Regions from separate parts of the Oryctolagus cuniculus genome. Here region 2 is linked to region 1. Evidence: chromatin contacts called from public Hi-C data. All regions are on one chromosome and are shown on one strand. The core of a region is the stretch at or near the end of the contact, and the rest is flanking DNA. Distances in the headings are between cores, read along the strand shown. Region 1 has its middle 120 kb from the start of IFNG. Region 2 holds the start of IL26 (interleukin 26).

Region 1 (5,156 bases), core at 1,991-4,490:
CCATTTGGGGAATGAACCAGCAGATGGAAGATCTCTCTCTCTCTCTCTCTCTCTCTCTCTCTCTCTCTCCTTCTGTCTGTAACTCTGCCTCTCAGATTAAATAAATAAATCTTTAAAAGAAAAAAAAAAGATGTAGCTGAATTCACAGAACTAAATCACCTATGTTAGAAAAGAAGAAAGGCTTGAAATTAATGACATCAGACTCTGCGTTAAGAAACTAGAAAAAGGAGTTCAAATAAAATCCAAAGTAAAAAGAAGAAAGAAAAAAATTAAGGTCAAAGTGGAAAGCAGAGAAATAGAGAACAGAAAGTGATAGAAAAAGAAACAACAGAAGAAAAAATTTTCTTCTTGAGAAAATAAAAAATGATAAACCTCTCTCAAGACAGATCAGAAAAACAGAAAGAGAAAGCATCAACTACTGGTCTCAGGAATAAGAGAAGTGGCATCACAAATTCTACCAATATGGAGAGTGAAGAAAAGAAGTATCTTGAAAAACTTTATGTTAATAGACTTGACAATCTTGATAAAACTGTATAAATTTCTCAATAATATGTGCTACCATAGCATATTCAGTAAGGAATAGAGAAATATTGAATAACCTTGTACTTAAGAAAAGCAGGCCTTGGCTGGTGCCGCAGCTTACTTGGCTAATCCTCCGCCTGAGGTGCCGGCACCCCAGGTTCTAGTCCCGGTTGGGGCGCCAGATTCTGTCCCAGTTGCTCCTATTCCAGTCCAGCTCTCTGCTGTGGCCCGGGAAGGCAGTGGAGGATGGCCCTTGTGCTTGGGCCTTGCACTCACATGGGAGACCAGGAGGAAGCACCTGGCTCCTGGCTTCAGATTGCTGCAACGTGCCGGCTGCAGTGCGCCGGCCGTAGCGGGCCATTTGGGGGGGTGAACCAACAGAAGGAAGACCTTTCTCTCTGCCTCTCTCTCTCTCTCTCTCTCTCTCTCACTGTCTAACTCTGCCTGTCAAAAAAAAAATCAGGCCTCTTTTAAAATCCAATCTATAATAAATAAATAAGAGTATCAATTGTTAAATCAATGAGAGTCACTGTGCACCTGCTCCCCATGTAGGACCTCTGTCCTTAATGTGTTGTACTATGCAAATTAACGGTAAAACTACTACTGCCTTCCCAGTGACATTAGAAGAAGCTATACCAAAAGCAGAGAAGCCAAGATATGCAGCAGGCCCTCTGGTATGGAATGCTGGTGTCCCCAGTCGAGGTCTCACCACTGCATTACAACGCCTACCCCATTCTTTATCATTTCTTAGCACACCACTTCTAAAATGCACAACAGATTCTTCTTACTTGTTCACAAATAGCAATATTTTGATACAGTATATTTTGGAGACAAAAACTCTCGGAGGAATATAGAGAAAATTCCTTTATTGTGGGATGATCACTGGGGCATAAGAGAGTTTCAACAAACCCTTATAATACACATTCCTCTATTTTACTGTCACACATGAAACACTATGGCATCCCTAATTTATATATTTGGTCAAAATGCCAGAAAAATGCAATAATCAACCTTTGTCCAAGAAACTGGTCTCCCTTGAAGCAGGCACATGCAGCCGTTATTCTCCTATCAAAAACCCCTTGCAGGGTTAGTCTTAACTCATGCCACAGTAAGCTGGGAGAAGCTCCACTCATTCCGGGGCACAACAAGGCCATCAAGTCTCAGGGCCAAAAACATACTGGAAGTGATGCCAAAGACAACTTAAATCTCCCCTGAAGTGGAGACTCAGAAAGCATTGAGGAAAAAAAAAAAAAAGAGCCAAGGCATAATCAGACACACAGAACTAAAAATTTAGGGTTGGGTTCACAGCTACTGCTATTGATATTCAGCACGCACTCGAGTTTTCTTTTACCAGGGGTTTGCAATATGTTCAGGGTATGGTGGTCATTCGTACTGAGTGGTTTAAAAGACAATCCTAGAGGCCAGGGCTGTGGCATGGCAGGTAAAATAGCCACCTGTGACACCAGCATCCCATGTGGTCACTAGAATTCTGCCTGCTCCACTTGCAATCCAACTCCCTGCTAATGTGCCTTGGAAAGCAGTGGAAGATGGACCAAGTGCTTGGGCCCCTGCCACTCACATGGGACCCCCAGATGAAGCTTCTGGCTCATGGTCTTGACCTGGCCCAGCTCTAACCATGTTAGCTATTTTGGGGGTAAACCAGTGGATGGAAGACCCTCCTCCCACCGCCTTTCAAATACATTTTTAAAAAGTTTAAAAGACAACCATAACCCAACACATGTCTAATCAATCTTCTAGGTCAAAATGCTTTAATTGCTCTTAACACACTTAAAAGAAGAAGACAAGGAGTATGAGACCCCTTTGCAGGCACGCAAGGACGATATTTTGGAGGAAGTGAATACCGTGAAAAGAATCCCCAACCTCGTCCACTCTTGAAGTCAGTTCTGCTGACATGTACGTGTTTTTCACAGGCAGACTCTGCAGTTTCCATTTAGCACAAGGGACTTCCACTCGGGAAAGTCCAGCTTGGTGGCGCCATTTTCCGCCAGCTCACAAAGTTACCTATTGGCTGCTGTGCAATTTAGACTGATGTTTCCTAAAGCTGAGCATTATTTGGAAAACTGTGGTGTTTATCTGTACTGAAACAAAGGTGATGAACCACCTAACCCACACACGTCATCTTGACATCGTAGGAGGAAATTACTGCCTGAAAACACATGCGCGTACTTACAACCAGCTCCTAGTGATTGCGCATTTCACCAAGTTCAATTACATGGCTTTGCAATGTATCAAGCATATAAAACAATTCCTAGAGATTGTTGTCTCAACATTTTTCCCTACAGAAATGTTTGTGAAATGCCATCATTTCCTTTTATTTACTTAGATGCTCATTCAATAAATATATTCTGAAGTCTATCCTTGATTTTGAGCATTTGGGCTGTTAAAAGAGGAAAGCTTCAGTCTCAGCACATATGGAATGGAAGCACATGCAAGCAGTTCTAATTCAAAGAGACAAGCTAATCATAAAAGGACAAGCAAGGCTTTTAACCCTTTTAACTCAGGGTTAAAAAGGAGGCCAGAGTCTTTAAAGAGCAGCAAAAAAGGTTACCTATGACCAGGACCTTGATGGATCTGAAGGAAGTGGAGGCAGAGAAGCAGAAAGACGGAAGTTTGAGGCAGAGGGAAGAAAGCATGCAGGTGTGGAAGTATGGTAAAACCTGCATTCCTTACTGATGAATTCTTCTGCCTTTTGGAACACTCAATTTCTAGTGCCTACACAGTAGTTAATTTTAGTCTGCTCCTTCTGGTAGAAAATGATGTGATAATATTATGCTCATGAAATTACGATCCTGAGAATGAATAATGACAAAGCAGCCTCTGACTGTGGAACTTGGACCAAAGAGTCCAAGTGGCTATGCTGACCAATTATTCACTTTATTAACAAACCTGCTTAGATTTCCCCAATTCTAACATTTTTCAGTATATTCCAAAAAAGTATTATTATGTATCATGACTATTTGTTAAGCCTATAATCTAAAGACAACACTTTTTTCAAATAAATTTATACATACAAAGTAATCCTGCTGGAGCTGGCTCCATGGCTCATTTGATTAATCATCTGCCTGCGGTGCTGGCATCCCATATGGGCGCCAGGTTCTAGTCCCGATTGCTCCTCTTCCAGTCCAGCTCTCTGCTGTGGCCCGGGAAGGCAGTGGAGGATGACCCAAGTGCTTGGGCCCCTGCACCCACATGGAAGACCAGGAAGAAGCACCTGGCTCCTGGCTTTGGATCGGTGCAGTGCCGGCCATAGTGGCCATTTGGAGGGTGAACCAACGGAAGGAAGACCTTTTTTCTGTCTCTCTCTCTCACTGTCTAACTCTATCTGTCAAAAAAAAAAAAAAAAAAAAAGTAATCCTTCCAAAGTCCTGGATCCAACTTTATAAAAATCTAAAACTAAAAATACATAAACATTGAAAATGATGACACTGGAATCAAATGGTGAAAATACCTACAGAAAATCCCAGAAACATTAGTAACTATTGTATTACGAGTTCACATTAGTTGACAAAAACTCCACACTAAAAAAGAGGAAAATATAAATAAACACAAAATAAAGTACAATAGGAAAATTAAAAATCATATTTATTGATTATATAACTAGTCAACAAACATACAAAACCTACAAGCATCATCAGCATGATGAAAGATAACCCAACATTGAGATACAATTATTTTGCTCATATATGTAGTATTTTTCTAGTTGATATTGATCAGTGCAAATGCAAAAAATGGTAAAATAGAGATTTTGTGTGTGGATGATCAAACTGCCACTACTTTTATCTTCTGTTTCTTATCTTTACAAATATCTTTTGTTACCTTTATAAAAAAATTAAAAGTGACAACATAGATATAGTAATTAAGAAAAACTGGGAATGACTTTATGATCCTGTGCACTGAGCCAACAGGTGTCAGAGCTTCCTCTGGTTGCTATTAAAGAATCTACTTTTAAAAACATGATCTTCTGGGCTGGCGCCGTGGCACAGTAGGTTAATCCTCCGCCTGCGGTGCTGGCATCCCATATGGATGCCGGTTCTAGTCCCAGCTGCTCCTCTTCCAATCCAGCTCTGGGTTACGGCCTGGGAAAGCAGTAGAGGATGGTCCAAGTCCCTGGGCCCCTGCACCCACATGGGAGACTGGGAAGAAGCACTGGCTTCTGGCTTCAGATCGGTGCTGCTCCTGCCTTTGTGGTCATTTGGGGAGTGAACCAGCGGAAGGAGAACCTTTGTCTCCATCTCTCCCTCTCATTGTCTGTAACTCTACCTCTCAAATAAATAAATAAAAATCTTTAAAAAAAAACAGGATCTTTTAATGAATTAGGGTGATTTTTATCCATCAGCATCTGCTAGGGCAGCAGAATACAGAAACGTCAGTTGTCTATCAGCTTAACATGCTCAACAACAAGCTAAGTATTATACAGTCATCGTGAACCTAGGGCAGAATTTTTGTGTAGAAAAGAACATCCTAATGACTAAAACACGCATATCCCATAGAGATATATGCTGTAGAATTCTGAACAGGGTGATTGAAAACACAGTGTTGCTAAATTATTAGTAACTTTACCTAAAGGTGATTGTGTGTGTGTGTGTGTGTGAGAGAGAGAGAGAGTGTGTGTG
Region 2 (5,607 bases), core at 2,623-5,122, 210 kb after region 1:
TGGCTTCAGATTGGCGCAGTGCCAGCCGTAGCGGCCATTTAGGGGGTGAACCAAGGGAAGGAAGACCTTTCTCTCTGTCTCTCTCTCTCTCACTGTCTAACTCTACCTGCCAAATAAGTGTGTGTGTGTGTGTGTGTGTGTGTATACACAGTATGTTTTCATTATCTATAGCCCCCCTACTGTGCAACAAGATATCAGAATGCTCTCCTACCAAATGTAACTTAGTACCTTTCCCCATCCTTCTCCCCTACTCACCCCACTCTCTGGTAAGAAGGTTCTACCGTCAGCCACCTTAAGATCAGCTTTGTTGGATTCTGCCCATGAACAAGATCATGGGGACTCGTCTTTCTGTGCCAGGCTTATTTCATCTGACATAATGACCCCAGTTCCACCCACATTGTATAACTTCTCCCTGCTAAGCACTGCCCCAACCACTAGTTCAGAATTCCTCATGGCTGGCGCCACAGCTCACTATGCTAATCCTCCGCCTGCGGCACCAGTACCCTGGGTTCTAGTCCCAGTCAGGGCGCCGCATTCTGTTCCGGTTGCCCCTCTTCCAGTCCAGCTCTCTGCTGTGGCAGGAGGGCAGTGGAGGATGGCCCAAGTGCTTGGGCTCTGCACCCACATGGGAGACCAGAAGAAGCACCTGGCTCCTGGCTTCAGATCGGCGCAGTGTGCTGGCTGTGGTGGCCATTTGGGGGTGAACCAACGGAAGGAAGACCTTTCTCTCTGTCTCTCTCTCTCACTGTCTAACTCTGCCTGTCAAAAAAGAATTCCTCACACAGCAGAATCTCAGTAAGTTTACAGGAAACAAATATCAGCTTCTTTTGCCAAACATATAAAATTATGATTGGCCAAATAATTAAACACAAGATCAGTACCTATTTCCCTAAAGCAATGTGTGGAGAGGCTTTCTGAATCGCAGGCTAATCTTATCACTTTCTGTATCACTGAGGTGGTTGGTTTATCCTAGGGCATGAGCTCTATAGTTTGCAAAACAGGTTAACTCTGGCTCGCAATGAGTCTATATAGGGAGGCCCTGAGTCAGGCAGCCCTGGGGGAGCCGATAGGATGATGTGACTGTATTCGGCCACAAGGGGGAGCCAGCCCCTTTGGTAAGCGACACAACTAAGCAAGGTGTGACATGCTCCTGGCTACCAGGAGTCAAGTCTCTCAAAGCATCCGTGGGAACAGATGGAGATTCCTTTGGGAAAAATTTATCCAAAAGCAGAGCACATCTAAGTGTTCATCTAGCATACTGCTGAGTTTGGGCTATCACTATCAGTAGGAGCTCTCTAGCTGTTTGAGCCAAAGAAACCAAATCAGTCATAAGAACAGACATGCATTTTGGAATTCCAGTTGTCCGGACACAATACTGAGCCTGGCAAGGACTTTTTGTAAGGCCCCACCATCATTAACAACTTCAGTTAGAATAACATCAAATTAAATCGAATGGCTAGTGCAATGGGAAGCACCAACACGGAAGAACCAAGAATTCTAGCAAAAAAAGGAAAAAGGTACAGCTTTAAAATCCCAGATAAAAAAGCCTGCAGAGGGCCCTTGTCTTCCAGATACTGAAATGTGCAGATCTGTCTTCTCTCCTCGGAAGACTCCATTCCATCCTATACTGATAGCCATAAGCTTTGGCATTCCCCCAGTATCAAGCCCCTCATTCTCCTTATCATCAAGTCTTTTCAGTATTATTTATTCATGCACTTACTTAAGAGGCTGAGAAAGAGACATACAGAGAGACAGAAGTCACTCCCATCCACTAGTTCATTCCCAAATGCCTGCTGAGCCAGGCCAAAGCTGGGAGCCAAGAGCCCCATCTAGGTCTCCTACATGGGCAGCAGACTACCTGAGCCATCCCCACTGCCTCCCAGGGTCTCAACTGTCAGGAAGCTGACATCAGGAGCCAAAGCCTGGGACTGAACCCAGGAACTCTGATAGGGGACCCAGGCATCTCAACCAGCATCTTAATCCCTAGCCCCTTGCCAAGTATTGCAATGACAAAAATTCTCTTACTTGGGGAGGGGGTGTGTTGGGAGGGAGGGACTGATAATCACAAGCAGCTTGGAGAAAATGAAATATAAATAAATTTATGCAATGGGGGCAGTATTGTGGCATGGGGGGCATCCTGCAACACCAAAATTCCATTTGAACACCAGTTCATGTCCCGGCTGCTCTACTTCCAGTCCAGCTCCCTGCTAATGGTTTGGAAAAGCAGTGTAGGATGGCCCAAGTGTTCGGATCCCTGCCACCCACATGGGAAACCAGGATGAAGCTCCTGGATCCCGGCTTCAGCATGGCCCAGCCCTGGCCATTGCAGCCAAATGAGGAGTGAACCAGTGAATAGAAGATCTCTTTTTGTATGTCTCTCCCTTTTTCTCTGTAACTCTGACATTCAAATAAAATAAAATAAATATTTATAAAAATGAATGAATGGCCAGCGCCGTGGCTCACTAGGCTAATCCTCCGCCTTGCGGCGCCGGCACACCAGGTTCTAGTCCCGGTTGGGGCGCCGGATTCTGTCCCGGTTGCCCCTCTTCCAGGCCAGCTCTCTGCTGTGGCCAGGGAGTGCAGTGGAGGATGGCCCAAGTGCTTGGGCCCTGCACCCCATGGGAGACCAGGATAAGTACCTGGCTCCTGCCATCAGATCAGCGCGGTGCGCTGGCCGCATCGTGCCGGCCACGGCGGCCATTGGAGGGTGAACCAACGGCAAAGGAAGACCTTTCTCTCTGTCTCTCTCTCTCACTGTCCACTCTGCCTGTCAAAAAAAATGAATGAATGAATGACTTGGGAATCATATAATAAGAGAATGATTTTAAAATACATATTGATTTGAGGACCATTCCATGTTAGTTTAGCTCACCCCAATATACCATATGTGCTATTCTTTAAGAAATAATAAACGGTGGCACTGTGAGTTATGTGTGGCTCTTTGATGTTCTTTTCCCAGGGATGGACTGTCCACATGGACAGCCAGCCGACAGTCAGGAAGTTTTCCTACTCCCCGCTGCAGGGAGACAGCTTTCTAGGCTGTTTTCTAGACACATTTCTAGGACCACCCTCACCACAGTTGCTGCATACTTACACAACGGCTCAATTTCTGCCTAAAACAATGAAAGTCTTCCACAAAGTCAGTTTCGTTGAAAGCTTGGAATTGGAGTTGACCAAAAACATCGTCCATGAAGAAGGACAGAAGCTGTTCTTGGAATCTGCAGTTTGTCTGCAAATAAGATACAATAAATTGCAAAAGGTAAACCATGAATCTTGGAATTATTCTAATGTCATGGATACATCCCTCTGATTATTACTTAATTATTACTATCTGGAAAAATTAAAACACAGGAGGAAAAAAGTCAAACAAGTAGAAACACAAAAAGAAAAAAGACTTTCATGCTTACCAAAAACAGCTCTTTTGTGTTCTTTTTTAATAATCGTACATTTTTAATGCTGTCTTCCTGCAATAAAAGAAAGAAAATTAAATTTTGTCCTGGATTAGAAACATCCTTGGGGCCCTCACTCTCAGCAGAGCTTAGTACTTACTGGGACTGTCTCTTTGAGCTGTGCTGCCTTGACATACAGAGTGTCGATGGCTTGGGACAGAGAATCCCAGGAGTAGCAGTTTTTGGTGATGAAAGATGGCTTGTGTGAAGCAATGGCAAGAGACAGAGTGACCAGCAGCCATCCAGACCCCACAGTGCATTTCACCCACATTTCCCTGCACTGCACTCTGGGCTTGTGTCACTCACAGAAGCCAGAAAGCCACTCAGGTTGGTTAGATGAGAGGATATCTTACTTGCTTCAGCCCTCAAAACTGCCTCTCTAGTGAGATGCTTTGAGGGATGACGTACAGTTAATATAGAGGAAAACCTCTTTGGCTGCTCAATTTTTTTTTTTTTTTAGAGCTTTCATCCTAATCAAAAAAATGTTGACCACACCACCTGTGACATTATGAGAAAGCTTCAGTTACTGCTAACATTGGGTCCCCATGTCCCCAAAACTTCAGAACTAAAGTTGCATATTACAGCAGGTGTCATAGTTTTTAAAAGTCCTGCCATGGCAATAAGAAAGCATGATCTCTAGGACGCTGTGCACTGATATTTTCTTCACTTATTTATTTATCTGAAAAGCAGAGAGACAGAGCATCTATCTGCTGCTTCACTCCTCAAATGCCTGCAGTAGCCCGAAAGCCGTTCAATCCAGGTCTCCCACATTGTGGCAGGAACCTAATCACCTGAGCCAACACTACTGCCTCTCAGGATCTGCATTAGCAGGAAGCTGGAGTCAGCTGGGAACTGATCCCCGGCACTCTGATATGGGACACAGGTGCCTTGACCACAAGGCCATGTGCCCAACCCTGTATGCTCGTTTTTAAAGCCCCATGTGAAGAATCTCCAAACAAGCATCCCTGACAATGTTAGCAAAGGGGAGAGGAGCAGGGTGAAACCTGCTCCTGACCCCAGATGGATTTTCTGTTTATTCTTTGCAAGATTCCTCTTCTTTCCCTGGAATCCATCACTCTGCAGCTCACAGCAACACATTTTCTAGCCCAGAAACTTCCCAACACACTCAAGATATGCTTGGAAATGGACCTGGATTAAGGTCCACAGATGAATAGTTATTCTATTAACTCTGTCCAACTTTAGCGCCAGGTTGCCCTGTGCCTGGACTTCCAACAGAGTGAGAATTCCTTGTGGAAAACGAGCCAATCTAATCATCTTCTCCCCAGTGCCGCATCTGAATAAGCGCATCCAACATTGATGGAATGAAGAGTTCCTTTGCTCCTCATGAGGTGCTGCCCCAGCTGCTTGCTTTTCAATATACTCACTTCACAAGTTTTTACTAGGGTCCTGCATCTACAACCATCAGGGCTGAACATTAAATGGTTCATTTAGGATAAATCCCCAACATACAAGGGGCCTCAAAAAGTTCATTCAAATGCATTATTACAGAGGCCGATGCTGTGGCATAGTAGGCTAAGCCTCTGCCTATGGTGCCAGCATCCCTAATGGGTGCCGGTTTATGTCCTGGCTGCTCCATTCCCAATCCAGCTCTCTGCTGATGGTCTGGGAAAGCAGTAGAAGATGGCCCAAGTGCATGGGCCCCTGCACCCACGTGGGAGACTCGGAAGAAGCTCCTAGCTTCTGGCTTCAGATTGGTACAGCTCCATCGGGGCCATTTGGGGAGTGAGCCAGCTGATGCAAGACCTTTCTCTCTGTCTGTAGGGCTACCTCTTAAATAAATAAATAAAATATTTTTAATGTGTATTACAAAAAGACTAAGCATGGATTTCAAGTTCTGTTGCACCAAAACAAACATCATTTAATTACACTTCTCCATGAACGTGAACATTTCAAAATCCCCTCCTAAGAGGCGGGGCATCACCCAAGGTGCTACACTGAGGAGCAGAGACAAGTCAGTGAAATCTAGCATGCCTGGGGTTGACTTACTGAAAGGGGAAAGGCAGCACCAGGAATCCTGCTGTGTTTACTAGACCTAGTCAGAGGCAGTAATAAGTATCACAATCCCAAATTAAATTGTCATTCCAATCAAGTGGGCTGGCAAAACAGCAAGGAGAAAGAAAAGAAACTCAAGGTGAGA

What was found. Hi-C and Micro-C count contacts between places; a contact is called where the count stands out from the background.
Region 2: a contact with region 1 is called in a Hi-C map of an unstated tissue, with 2.2 times the contacts expected there. The contact joins the promoter of IL26 here to the enhancer-like site in region 1. A contact is called at or near these places in 2 of 6 Hi-C or Micro-C datasets (ear pinna and an unstated tissue).

The regions. Positions count from the first base shown.
Region 1 is chr11:70,378,546-70,383,701 of mOryCun1.1, forward strand. No RefSeq gene overlaps it. Among named protein-coding and RNA genes, the nearest start is that of IFNG, 120 kb to the right of the region's middle. Within about 2 kb of position 3,241, at least 1 of the 8 cell types and tissues checked has an H3K27ac peak or open chromatin away from gene starts, as enhancers often do.
Region 2 is chr11:70,586,672-70,592,278 of mOryCun1.1, forward strand. IL26 (interleukin 26) reads right to left here and starts at 3,873. Exons shown (of 5, transcript XM_002711247.4): 1 at 3,550-3,873; 2 at 3,408-3,464; 3 at 3,095-3,229. The coding sequence starts at 3,720.